2 separate regions of the Bos taurus genome follow, and region 2 is linked to region 1. Evidence: chromatin contacts called from public Hi-C data. All regions are on one chromosome and are shown on one strand. The core of a region is the stretch at or near the end of the contact, and the rest is flanking DNA. Distances in the headings are between cores, read along the strand shown.

Region 1 (5,675 bases), core at 805-3,304:
TTTACAGTCCATATCCAAATGTTATCAATTGCCCTGTCATGTCCTTTAAGGTTTTCCCCAGCTTTTTTTAAAATTTGTTTTGCTGTTGTTTCCTTTAAAAATTTTCTTCTTGTTCTAGCATTTTTTTTTAAAGGAAATACAAGGGGACATAAAATTAAGATTTCTTAAAACTTGTGTTTTATCATACGTGCACACTTGTGTATCCATTGTGATGTAAACTATTAATACTGTGAATTACAGTAAAAAGAAAAAGTTGGAAAACTGAGGAGTGGGTCACAAACATCAGGAATCAGAATCACCTGGAAAGCTGTTAAGACTGCTTGGCTCCACCTCCAGAGTGGCTGATTCAATAAACCTGGGATGGCGCCTGATGGACCCTGCATTGTTAACAAGCTCCCGGGGCTGCTAATGCTGCTCAAGACACCACAATTTGAAAAAAACAATCCTTTATTTGATTCTCAGACCCAAAAAAGAAGATGGAGCAGGTATTCGTTTTACAGCCTTTATGATTCTGGGGTTCAGAAAAGTTAACTGACATCAGTGGTCACACAGCCAAGTAACAGGACTAGAAGGCACATCATATAAGGTCTTAACCCACTCTTTCCTGCCTTGTCTTTGCTCAACAATGTGGTCAAGTTTCCTCCTCACCTTAGGCTAGGAGGAAGGTGAGGTTACCAAAAGACAGAAACCTCTGTGATAACACATGGAAAAATTTTGGTGTAGGCATACTACTGCGTTTCCGGGGGAGGGATGAACAAATTTCATGAGTTTCGATCAAAGACAAAAATGCTATATGTGTGTGTACCGCGTGGGGAGGGGCGGGGGAGGGAGAGAGAAACCCCCTACTGGCATACCTGATAAAGATCAGCTGGTAAAGAATCTGCCTGCAACCCAGGAGACCCAGGTTCCATTGCTGGTTGCGAAGATCCCCCGGAAAAGGAAATGGCAACCTACTCCAGTATTCTTGTCTGTAGAATCCCATGGACAGAGGAGCCTGGTGGGCTACAGTCCATGGGGTTGCAAGACTCGGACAGGACTTAGCGACCAAACCACCGACACCACTATGTCAGCTGAGTCTCAAGCATCTTACTCCTTCCCAATCCTCTCTGGGAGAGTCTGGTCCTACCCGCTGGCCACAGGAGCCTAGTCTGTTTACTCCACCACCCTGCTTTGTCCTGCTCCAGCCTGTTCCCTACACTGGCTCTCCTGCACCCTCACGCTGCATCTACAAACTGCACCTTCTCCAGCAGCCCTCGCACCGCCCAGGTGGGACTCCTCCGGCCTTGAGGACCAGCCCAGGCCTGCCAAGGCCCCTCCAAGCCAGGCCCAGGCAGAGCCCTGGATGTGCTTCAAACACCTCCAGAAACACTTGGCAATGACTCCGAGAAAAATAACGTTTTAGAGAGCAGATAGGCAACGTATTTTAACCTGCATATCTTTTGAGCTTAAAAAAAAAAAAAGCTTGAACCATCGTGGCTGGAGTCCCCCCCTTTAAAAATAACAAGAGGCAGCCTGGGCTCCCCCGCCGACTTAGTTCAGCTTTACAGTCTGTGGTTTGTGTTACAAAAACAAGCAGGGTCTTGAAAATAAGCATACTGACTCCAGCCCGAGTGTCAATGCTAGTGTTCTTGCTAGAAGGTGAATTCTGGCAAGTAGTAGGTACTCCTTAAGTTACTATTCGTGGGATAGTTTCAGAACACCTGGCGTCTACTTTAGAGCACGTTCATCCGCACAAAGTAAGGGGACGCTAGCCGACGCCTCTCCCCACGCCAGACACGGCTGTAAGCGGACGCCTTTCAACCTCCCAGCAATTCTGTCACGGTGGGGACGTTATCCCCACTTTACAGAAAGGCCCCGGGCGGTCAGTCGCTCGGACACGGTGCGCAGAGGCAGAGCCAGGGAGCTCGAGAAGCCCAAGCCCGGAGGAAGAGGAAAATAAAGGGGGGGGACCCCGGCGGCGCTACGACGGCCCGCAGAACTTACTGCGACAGCCGCGCAGGCCGTGGCCGATCCATTCCAGCCCGCAGCGCTCGGCGCCAACGCAAAAACTCCCGCCAAACCTCGCGCTACTCCCGGCGGCCAATCCAGGCCGAGCATGCAGAAACGCCCCGCCCCCAACACGTCCCCGGCCCCACCTCCCGGCTCCGTCGGTCTGAGGGCCGGGGCTCCGCCCCATCCTAAGGCGCTAGAGAAAATGCAGCCTGGAATATGCGAGAACAGAGCTGGAGTCCACGCCTTACAATTAGTTGCTGACGGTCCCCGCCCCCTCGAGACGCTAAATCCTTACCTGGTTTTTCTGCCTACCCGTCCGCCATGCAAGTTTTCCGCCAGGGCCCGCCCCCGGGTTGGGGAAGGGAGGAGCCACTGCGGTAAAGCTACCTAAGCGCGAGCTCGCCGCCGAGGGGCGAATCCAAACCCGGTGTCCTCCCGCCGGGTGCTTAGGCGCCTGCGCAGTTGTCTGGTGTCGTGCATTGAAAATTGACAGGATTAGGCTTTCAGTACCGCTGGTACTGAATCAGCTGTGTGAGCTTGGCTTATTATTTTATTTCTACCCCAGTGTTTTTATTCGTAAACGGGGAGGACCCCTTCTAATATGCTCTGATTCTCTGCTTTCTCTTTAAAAACGTATAATCCTGCAAAAGAATGATGTTGGACTTTTTATCACACCATAAATAAAAATGAACTTAAATGGGTCAAAGACCTAACTGTAAGAGCTGAAACTCGTAGAAGAAAACACAGGGTAAAGGCTTCATGACATTGGATCTGGCTATGATTTCTTGGATGTGACGCCAAAACCACAGTTTGGGATGATGAAAAAGTTCTGGAAATGAATAATAGTGGGTGGCTGCCTAACTGTGAATCACTTAAGTAGGGCTACTAGATTGTACAGTTAAAAATGGTTAAAATGCTAAGCTTTGTCATGTACATTTAACCACAATAAAAAATTACATTTCATGCATACACAAGAATATAGCACATATAATATAAAAATAAAAATGGCCACTTGGGAGTTCCTTGGTGTCTTACTGGTTAGAACTCAGCACTTTCAATGCAGAGGCCCAGGCTCCATCCCTGGTTGAAGAACCATCCAGCATGCCTCACAGTACAGCCAAAATACTAAAATAAGTAAATACAAATTAAGAAAGAAAGAAAATGGTTGAAACTTAAAAGCTTTAACAACAACAAAAAAAGAGCATCCGTGTGCTCACCAGTGGATTAGGAAATTAATAAGTCATTCCTTCCAAGGATAACCACTGTTCTGATTTTGTGTTTCTCATTTCCATGTTTTTTCTACCGTGCTGCTGCTGCTAAGTCGCTTCAGTCGTGTCCGACTCTGTGCGACCCCATAGACGGCAGCTCACCAGGCTCCCCCATCCCTGGGATTCTCCAGGCAAGAACACTGGAGTGGGTTGCCATTTCCTTCTCCAATGCATGAAAGTGAAAAGTGAAGGTGAAGTCGCTCAGTCATGCCCGACTCTTAGCGACCCCATGGACTGCAAGCCTACCAGGCTCCTTTGTCCACGGTATTTTCCAGGCAAGAGTACTGGAGTGGGGTGCCATCGCCTTCTCCGTTTCTACCTTGATACATCCCTAAATGATGTATTAATTATTGTATGTTTTAAACTTTATATAAATGATATTTAGTATGTATTTTGGAAGTGCTCTTTCTTACTCAAAGCTTTGATTTTTGGGTTTATCCACATTGATGCAGGCAGCTGTCATTCATTCATTTTCATTGTCTTTGGAAAGTATTAAGTATATCACATTTTACTAATCCATTCTTCCGTGTATGGAAACATCAGTTGTTTTCAGTCTTTGCTGTTGCTAAAAATGCCACAGTAAACATTCCTGCAAAACGCTTACTCCAAACCTAAGTGTATTGCAGTCAAAAACCTAAGAGACAAGGATAGATTCAGTAGTAGTATTATTGCTTCAAGGGATAAAGACATTTTCAGCTTTACATAACAATGCCAATTTTCACTCTCTCTCTCTCTCACTCTCTCTCCTGCTATCTTCTAAATAAAATAAAGCTGTAACACTGATTTGCCTAAGAACTATAACACGGTTTGTCCAAGACCTGAGAGCTGAGGGAGTCTGGAGAGGCTACTCCTCAGCATGTCCCAAAGGCGCTATCTGCTGAGCCCCAGTAGCTGTTACCCAAGCCGGTGGGGGTTCTTCCGTCCTTTCTCTTCTCTGTGCCAAAGATCAGACCAATGAAACTGTGGGCACCGGTCAGATATTTAGCAAATTTTCCGGTGGGCTATGGAGGGGATTCCTTGGCACATTTTTCCCACTGCTTTTTCTTCCTGTCCTTCAGCTCTCTCCCGGGACTCAAGCCCAGCCAAAACTAATGAAACTCAGGCTCTGATGTCTCATTGCAAAAATTCACTGAGAGACAAAGAGGTGGATTGGTTAGGATCCAGAGAGAACCACTCTTCAGAGTGTGAACCATTGCCGAGGGCAAGGGCTGGGGCCTGGGATTAGGTCTGGCTAGGTTTTAAATCCCATGGACGGAAGAGCCTGGTAGGCTGCAGTCCATGGGGTCGCTAGGAGTCGGACACGACTGAGCGACTTCACTTTCACTTTTCACTTTCACGCACTGGAGAAGGAAATGGCAAGCCACTCCAGTGTTCTTGCCTGGAGAATCCCAGGGACGGTGGGGCCTGGTGGGTTGCCGTCTATGGGGTTGCACAGAGTCGGACATGACTGAAGTGACTTAGCAGCAGCAGCAGCCAATTTTTACACATTGTTTTGTTGACTATATAATTTACACCCCCATCAGCAATATGTAAAAGTGCCCTTCACTCCACATACTTGTCAATATTTAGAATTTTCAGGATTTAAACATTTTTCTTGAGTAGCAAGTTGAAATGGTATCCTCTTGTGTTCTTGATTTACATTTCCCTTAAGTTGGTCGTCTTTTCTTTGTTTACAGGTCCTTCCTGATTCCTCTTCGGTGAAACACCTATTTACCCCACTTAGGAATCATTTGGGCAATTGCCACAGAAGAATAAATCATCTTTGTGGTTTTGAAGGTAGTTCCCCGCTGATGCATAGAAATAGAGTTCCTAGAATCACTGGAAGCTGTTAACCCATAAGAGTGTGGAAAGCTAGCTCAATTTCCCAGGAAAGGGGTTACAGTCAAACCTTTTGCAGTTATGGAGCTGAAAACCACCCAAGTGTTACAACAAGAAGAGGCTCAGTGCTCTGGGTGGAGATAAAAACTCAACCCAAGTAGGTTTAAATGCTAAAAGAATTTATGAGCTCATGTCACTGAAAAGTCCAGTGGCAAGATGGCGGCAAGATGGCTCACTTTGACCTACAGGTTGGAGAAGCCCCCAGGGCTCTGAATCTATTTCCTTGCCCTTCTGGAGCCTGAGCTTTTCCCCCAGCCTGGGTGCTGTCACCATCATCGCCTGGATTTAGTGAGCATTTACTATGATCCAGGCATCGTTCTAAGTGTTCAGCATCTATGAACACATTTCATCTTCTCAATAACCCTCTGTGACAGGCACCAGAACCTCACCCTGCACGTGAGGAGACTAAGGAGCAGTCCACAGGGAGGAAGTGGCTGTGGTTGTGCTAGATCTGAGGACTCTGTCCGGGAGCCTGCACCCAGCAGCTTTTCCATGTTTCACATCGGAATTCCATCTTTCAGAGAAAGCTGCTATGTC
Region 2 (5,675 bases), core at 2,169-4,668, 300 kb after region 1:
AACAACAACCCTCAAAAAGAAAGATATTTGATATTGTAAGGCAGTTCTTTACTTTTACTAACCAAAAGGAACACCAGTGAAACACTCTGAATAATGGTTTTTTTCCAAAAAGGAATCTCTGCATGGGTAATAAACTGGAAAGTCCTGGGTTTCAGTTACCAGTTCTGACACTCACTAGATGTGAGATTTTAGCAAGTCTCTTTGTCTCTGACAGATTGCTTTTTCATTTGTGAAATAAGCAAGATAATCACACTTAACCTACCAACCTACAGGATTTTTGTAGGGCCAAACTAGTTAATAAATATATAATAAAATTACTCTATAAATTCTAAAGCAGTTTCTTGATGTCAGGCATTTATAATATTAACAATACCATTGGGTGAAGTCTGCATTCACTTCAACAAAATGAGTGACAGTGGGTGGCTAGTTTCCTCACACTCCCTTTGCATTCCCCATTCCTCCAGACATAGTAAAACCTGGTTTCTGCAGAATATGACTTAATTTGAGTTACTGGGAAACAAAGCAATTAGCCCAGACAGGATACAGCTGAAGATTTGTGAGAACGAATGATGAGATGCTTGATCGTGAGCAGGTGTTCTCCCTAGATTATCCAACCTGCAGTTGATTAAATTTGGAAAATACGGCTTGTTCCCAAGTGAGTAAACCTTGGGGTCTTAGCTTTTCGAGATTGGGAAGGCCTCAGGAAGGCCCTGTGGGACGTGGTAGGGGAGATTTTCAAAGTATTAAGGGCCTGGGTGGAAATCTTACCTTGAGGAAGTCTTGTTACCACACACAAACCCTTTGCCTGAAGTAACAACAGGACAACTCCAGTCAGTGCCTGACTTGTCGGAGGAATATAAACATGTGCAGAGATGCCCTTAGGGCTCTGGAAGAGCCCCTGCCGCAGGGCATGCTGGGAAAATAGGAATGCTGAGAAGGTGCGAGGCATGCCGGGAAGGGAAGGTGCAGTGCATTCTGGGAAAGGTGTGGGGGGACGTGTTGGGAAGTTGCCATGTTGACCTTGAGAGGAAGGACAGAATGGAGGGCCATGGGACCATTCTGGAATAGAGATAGCCAAGGAGCAGCAATGTTCATTTATCTCAGAAGTGAAGTTACCCTAGTAGTGTCCATTTTAGAGCTGCTTTCGTCAGACAAGACAGCTTGGATCGTTTCCAACTAGCCTCTCTTCTCCAAAGATGTGTTTCTTCCTTTGGGTTTCCCTACCCTAGTACCTCAGCTTGGTCGAGATGGGCGACAAGGGACTTTGCCATGGCCTCTTCCCGTTGTTCCAAGTGTTAATGATCCCCACCTGTACTGACATCCTCATTCTGGCTGTTTAAAGCCTTCTCTGCCTTGGACTCTAATTTTTTTTCAATACTGCGGGGAGAAATGTCTCAAGTTTTACTTTTCCACCTGAAATGGATAGTACGGGCCCTCAAAAGTTTCCGAAATCATACTTTAAGTCCCAGTGAAAGTTTTTTCATTTTAGACAAATTCATTTTATGCTTGCATTAATTTGAGACAGAGCCCCGACCCTATTTGAGTGGATTATAGATGAAATCCTATTAAATAGAACTCTGTTGGACCTGACTGCAATATGCAAACAAATTGGAATACAACTTCCTGGTCATTTTGAACATGACAAAAGCTAAAGGATTTAACTTTTTCTGTCTAGTACTTGTTCCCTCCTAACTCTCAGGTGAGATTATCATTACTCTCTTTTTCATATGTAACCCAATCTAGTTAGTTCAAAATTTAGGACAATTAGATCCATCTGAGCAGGGTGACCATTGCAATCCGCTTAGCGTTTTCTTTCTCTTCTAATGGTTTCTTAAAATCTGATTTAAAATATTCTGTTAAGTGTAGTTTGTTATAAAATATTTCTTGCTTTCCCTTTCCTCTTTGTGATTTGTGGGAAGGATTCTCTTTAAGTTAAAAGCAATTAGAGTTGCTTTTTGAAAATTACAAAATATAGCAGAAGAGTTGAAGGTAATAATTCAAGTTAATGAAAATGGATCATTGAAAAAGTATTAAGTACATCAATAGGTAAATCATATTATGGATTATGTCTGTAAATATAGTATAATAAAGAACATCTTTATAATCATAACTATCATCTATTAAAAGTCTATCACTTGTCATTTTAAACCTACAAACATTTTTAAATGGAATTAAAACCTTTACTTTGGAATCACCACTTCATGGATAAAAACATAGATATAAATATAGAGTATAAATTAATTCAGTGTTAAGTTTTAATGTAATATATCTCTTCAACTTTATGTATCTTATTCTTTGTGATGCAACTTATTTCTATATTATTGATTTTTTTCTTAATGTACAATGAAAATTATATGAATTTTATAAAAAAATTTTTTGAAAAGGCCCAAAATATATAATATAAAACATAACACTCTTCCACAGTAAAGGTTCCCTCCCTCACTCAGAAATAACTACCCTTGACTGCTTGATGCTTCATCCTCCAGATTTTTTATCGTATGTATACTAACATATGTTATTATTTTAAAATAAAATTATACTTCAAAAATTATTCTGTCATTTTATTTTTATAAATTTATTTTATTTTATCTGAGACTAAATCAGTCTCAGATAGCTGTGTTAACATTTGTATACTTGATTCTTTTTGAAAGCCTATATAGTATTCCTTGTGTAGATGTACCATAATTTATAAAGCCAACCCCTTGGTCTTGGATATATTGGCTGTGTCTGATTTCTCATTACAATTCAATCTCTTGAACTGTGTTCTTTTCCTTTCCATTGCGAATCACCACTACCCCGAATCGTGTTTTCTAGTGACCCAGGACTACTTTATTCCTTTTTCACTTAGCCTATTTTCCAAAATGTTTTTCTGACTTTAGGTCTTGTCCTTTCCTTTTGAATTTTGTCTTTTTATTCTTTTTTTCCATTAGGAACAAAGATCTTCTTTTACAAAAAAATCTCTCCTCTCTGGTACCAGCATGCTCTCCTCACACACTTTTCCAACCCCAGCGGTGAAGAGAAAAAAGCGCTGAATATCGGGTTTCTGATAAGAAACCAGGGGCTGTTACCCGCAGGGAGCCTTGTCAAGATTTCCCTCATTCTGAGCACTCCATTCCCACGTGAACGACAATGAATGGAGGTTTCACCCGCCCACCCCACATTGTTCAAGTTGTCCTTTGCCCTTTCTGTCAAATCTTGGCACCCAGGAGACAGCAGAACATGTACTGAATTCAACCCTGGCGAGCCACGGATCAATATCACTTGACTCTTCTTACCCATTAGTTGTTCCCTTTCTATGCCTGACGTGGAGTGAGGCCTATGCTATTCTTTGTCATGGCCCCTGCTCAGTTGGTCCAGCTAACCCCTGTAGGGTCTCCATCCCCTAGGCAGACTGCCACAGGCAGAGTAGAACAAGGACAAAGTACAAGGTTCAGTCTTAGGACATAGGTCCTCTTGCTGCTTCAGCTGCAGGCTCGGAGACTGTGCAGAAAGTTAGTATATTTTATCTTTTTGTGATCTTGGTTATCAAATACCAGTTAAGAATATTAACTCTCCACTCAACTCACAGAATACTATAAAAATGGAAATCTGTAAAGCACTTTGAAAATAAGATTCCAAAGAAATAGTTTATTATTTTAAGTCTCTTCTTTTTTTGTACCTATATTTTAATTGACTTCCTTTGTTTATATCTGCAACTCATTTTTGGTTTTCCTATAATTCATACCTATTCCTCCCCATGAATTAGTTCTTATTTATGAAACACAAACAGTGTATTTATATTTCCAGTGTGATCTTCTTTCAGCAGAGGTTTTTGTGTTTTTTTTTTTGAGGGAGTATGGGGTGGGTTCAGAAAGGGAGAAAGTCATGGCTGTTGTAATTTTTTTAAGCTAAAATTTTTTTGTTCCTCCTATTACTTTTATATTTGAAACATTCTCTGGAATTTTTATATGATTATTAAGGCCTTAATTTTAAGTGACAACATTCAAACAAGCATAAAAACTTTATAAGAAGACTAAACTCCTGTCTGATGGTAAGTTAAGTGCTTAGAAAATTAGACTAATTCTTCTAAGCCGTAGATAAGTTGGTCAGAAAAAAACAAAACCCTAAACCAACTCGGTGTTTGAGAGACTCTGGGCCAACGTCTTAATCTCTCTGTATCTGAACCTTCCAACTGTAACATCGGTGGAACTTTGATGCCAAAGCCAACTGCCTTCTAATTATCAGACGACGGATTGTGGGATGGTCTAAATCTAAATGACACTGAAGACACCCTAGGAGAAATTTGTCTTAATGCTTTCCAGATTTAAAATAAACATTTTAGGAGTTTAAATGGGACAAAATTTCAGAAAATTGCAGCTCTCATCTCCTGTCATAGTTTATGGTAAAAGACAAGGATAAGAAATTCTGTTTTAACTGTCATGAAAAAAAAATTTTTTTCAACTGTAGAAAAACAGCCTTAGCTATCTATGTATGTGTTCTTGTTTCCCCTTCGTTAAAAATAGCCCATTTCTAAGCGTATATTACTATCACTTCCTCTCTAATTTAGTTCTTCCTTCCCGAATACATTTTAATACCATGTCAACATATTCCAACAATAAATTATTATTTTGGCCTTTGATTCTTAAGGAAGGGGGAAAAGGCAAATTTGTCCATAATTTATAAGCATATAACTTCTAATAAATTATACACAATCTCATAATTCATCTCAGTCTGAATAATCAAGATCATCTGAGTTTTCAAACGTAACACTTCACTGTAATAAAAGAGAGCTCCGTGACTCAACATGCAAAACTATACAGCAGTGAATATTGTATTGCTGATTAAAGTGATTATAATTTAACATTCCCACTGAGCATTTCATGTTTGCTGTACAAACTACAGAGACTCAGACCACCAAGAGGAAGAAAGGACCTTAGGATCTGTGACCAGTATCAGGAGCCTGCCAGTGTCCCAAGCTTACAGCTCCAGTAAAGTATGGAAACCTCCCATCTATTGAACTGGAAGAGAACAGAGTATTAAAGATTCCAGAAGGAAGTTGAGTGTAAACAGTGCATGGATGGAGGAGCCTGGTGGGCTGCAGTCCATGGGGTCGCTTAGAGTCAGACACGACTGAGTGACTGACTTCACTTTCACTTTTCACTTTCATGCATTGGAGAAGGAAATGGCAACCCACTCCAGTGTTCTTGCCTTGAGAATCCCAGGGACGGCGGAGCCTGGTGGGCTGCCGTCTATGGGCTTGCACAGAGTCCGACGCGATTTAGCAGCAGCAGCAGCAGCAGCGCTAATCACTACGGTAAGGTTCCAAATAACTACATGGCTTTAAGGAGGAGATCTGAAATGAGTGGTACCAACAAAACAATTGATTACACATGTACATCAAGTCTTCACATAGTGAAGGGTTCAGAAAGTCACCCTCTAATATTCTTTAATGAAAGGAGGATCTTATGAAATGTTGGCAGAGTCACGGGCTAAGCTGAATGGCCTGCTACCTGGTTAGGTCATCTGAGGCTGTGATGCTTCTGCCTTTGTTGGCCAATTTACATTGGTCTAATTTGGCTTAGTTAGCCTGGACCCTCCACAACATTACCCAGTGTGTCTAGGAATTAGGAACCGAAGGCATGGACAGGACCTGCCAAAATGATCTCTCCCCCCTCCCATTCCCCCAGCCCCTGCTT

What was found. Hi-C and Micro-C count contacts between places; a contact is called where the count stands out from the background.
Region 2: a contact with region 1 is called in a Hi-C map of liver, with 1.9 times the contacts expected there. The contact joins the enhancer-like site here to the promoter of CENPU in region 1. A contact is called at or near these places in 2 of 11 Hi-C or Micro-C datasets (blastocyst and liver).

Annotation. Positions count from the first base shown.
Region 1 is chr27:15,163,341-15,169,015 of ARS-UCD2.0, forward strand. CENPU (centromere protein U) reads right to left here and starts at 2,055. Exons shown (of 13, transcript XM_059882327.1): 1 at 855-2,055. The coding sequence starts at 982.
Region 2 is chr27:15,459,888-15,465,562 of ARS-UCD2.0, forward strand. No RefSeq gene overlaps it. Among named protein-coding and RNA genes, the nearest start is that of TRNAE-UUC, 12 kb to the right of the region's middle. Within about 2 kb of position 3,419, at least 3 of the 102 cell types and tissues checked have an H3K27ac peak or open chromatin away from gene starts, as enhancers often do. A contact at or near this core is called in liver, where this site is marked.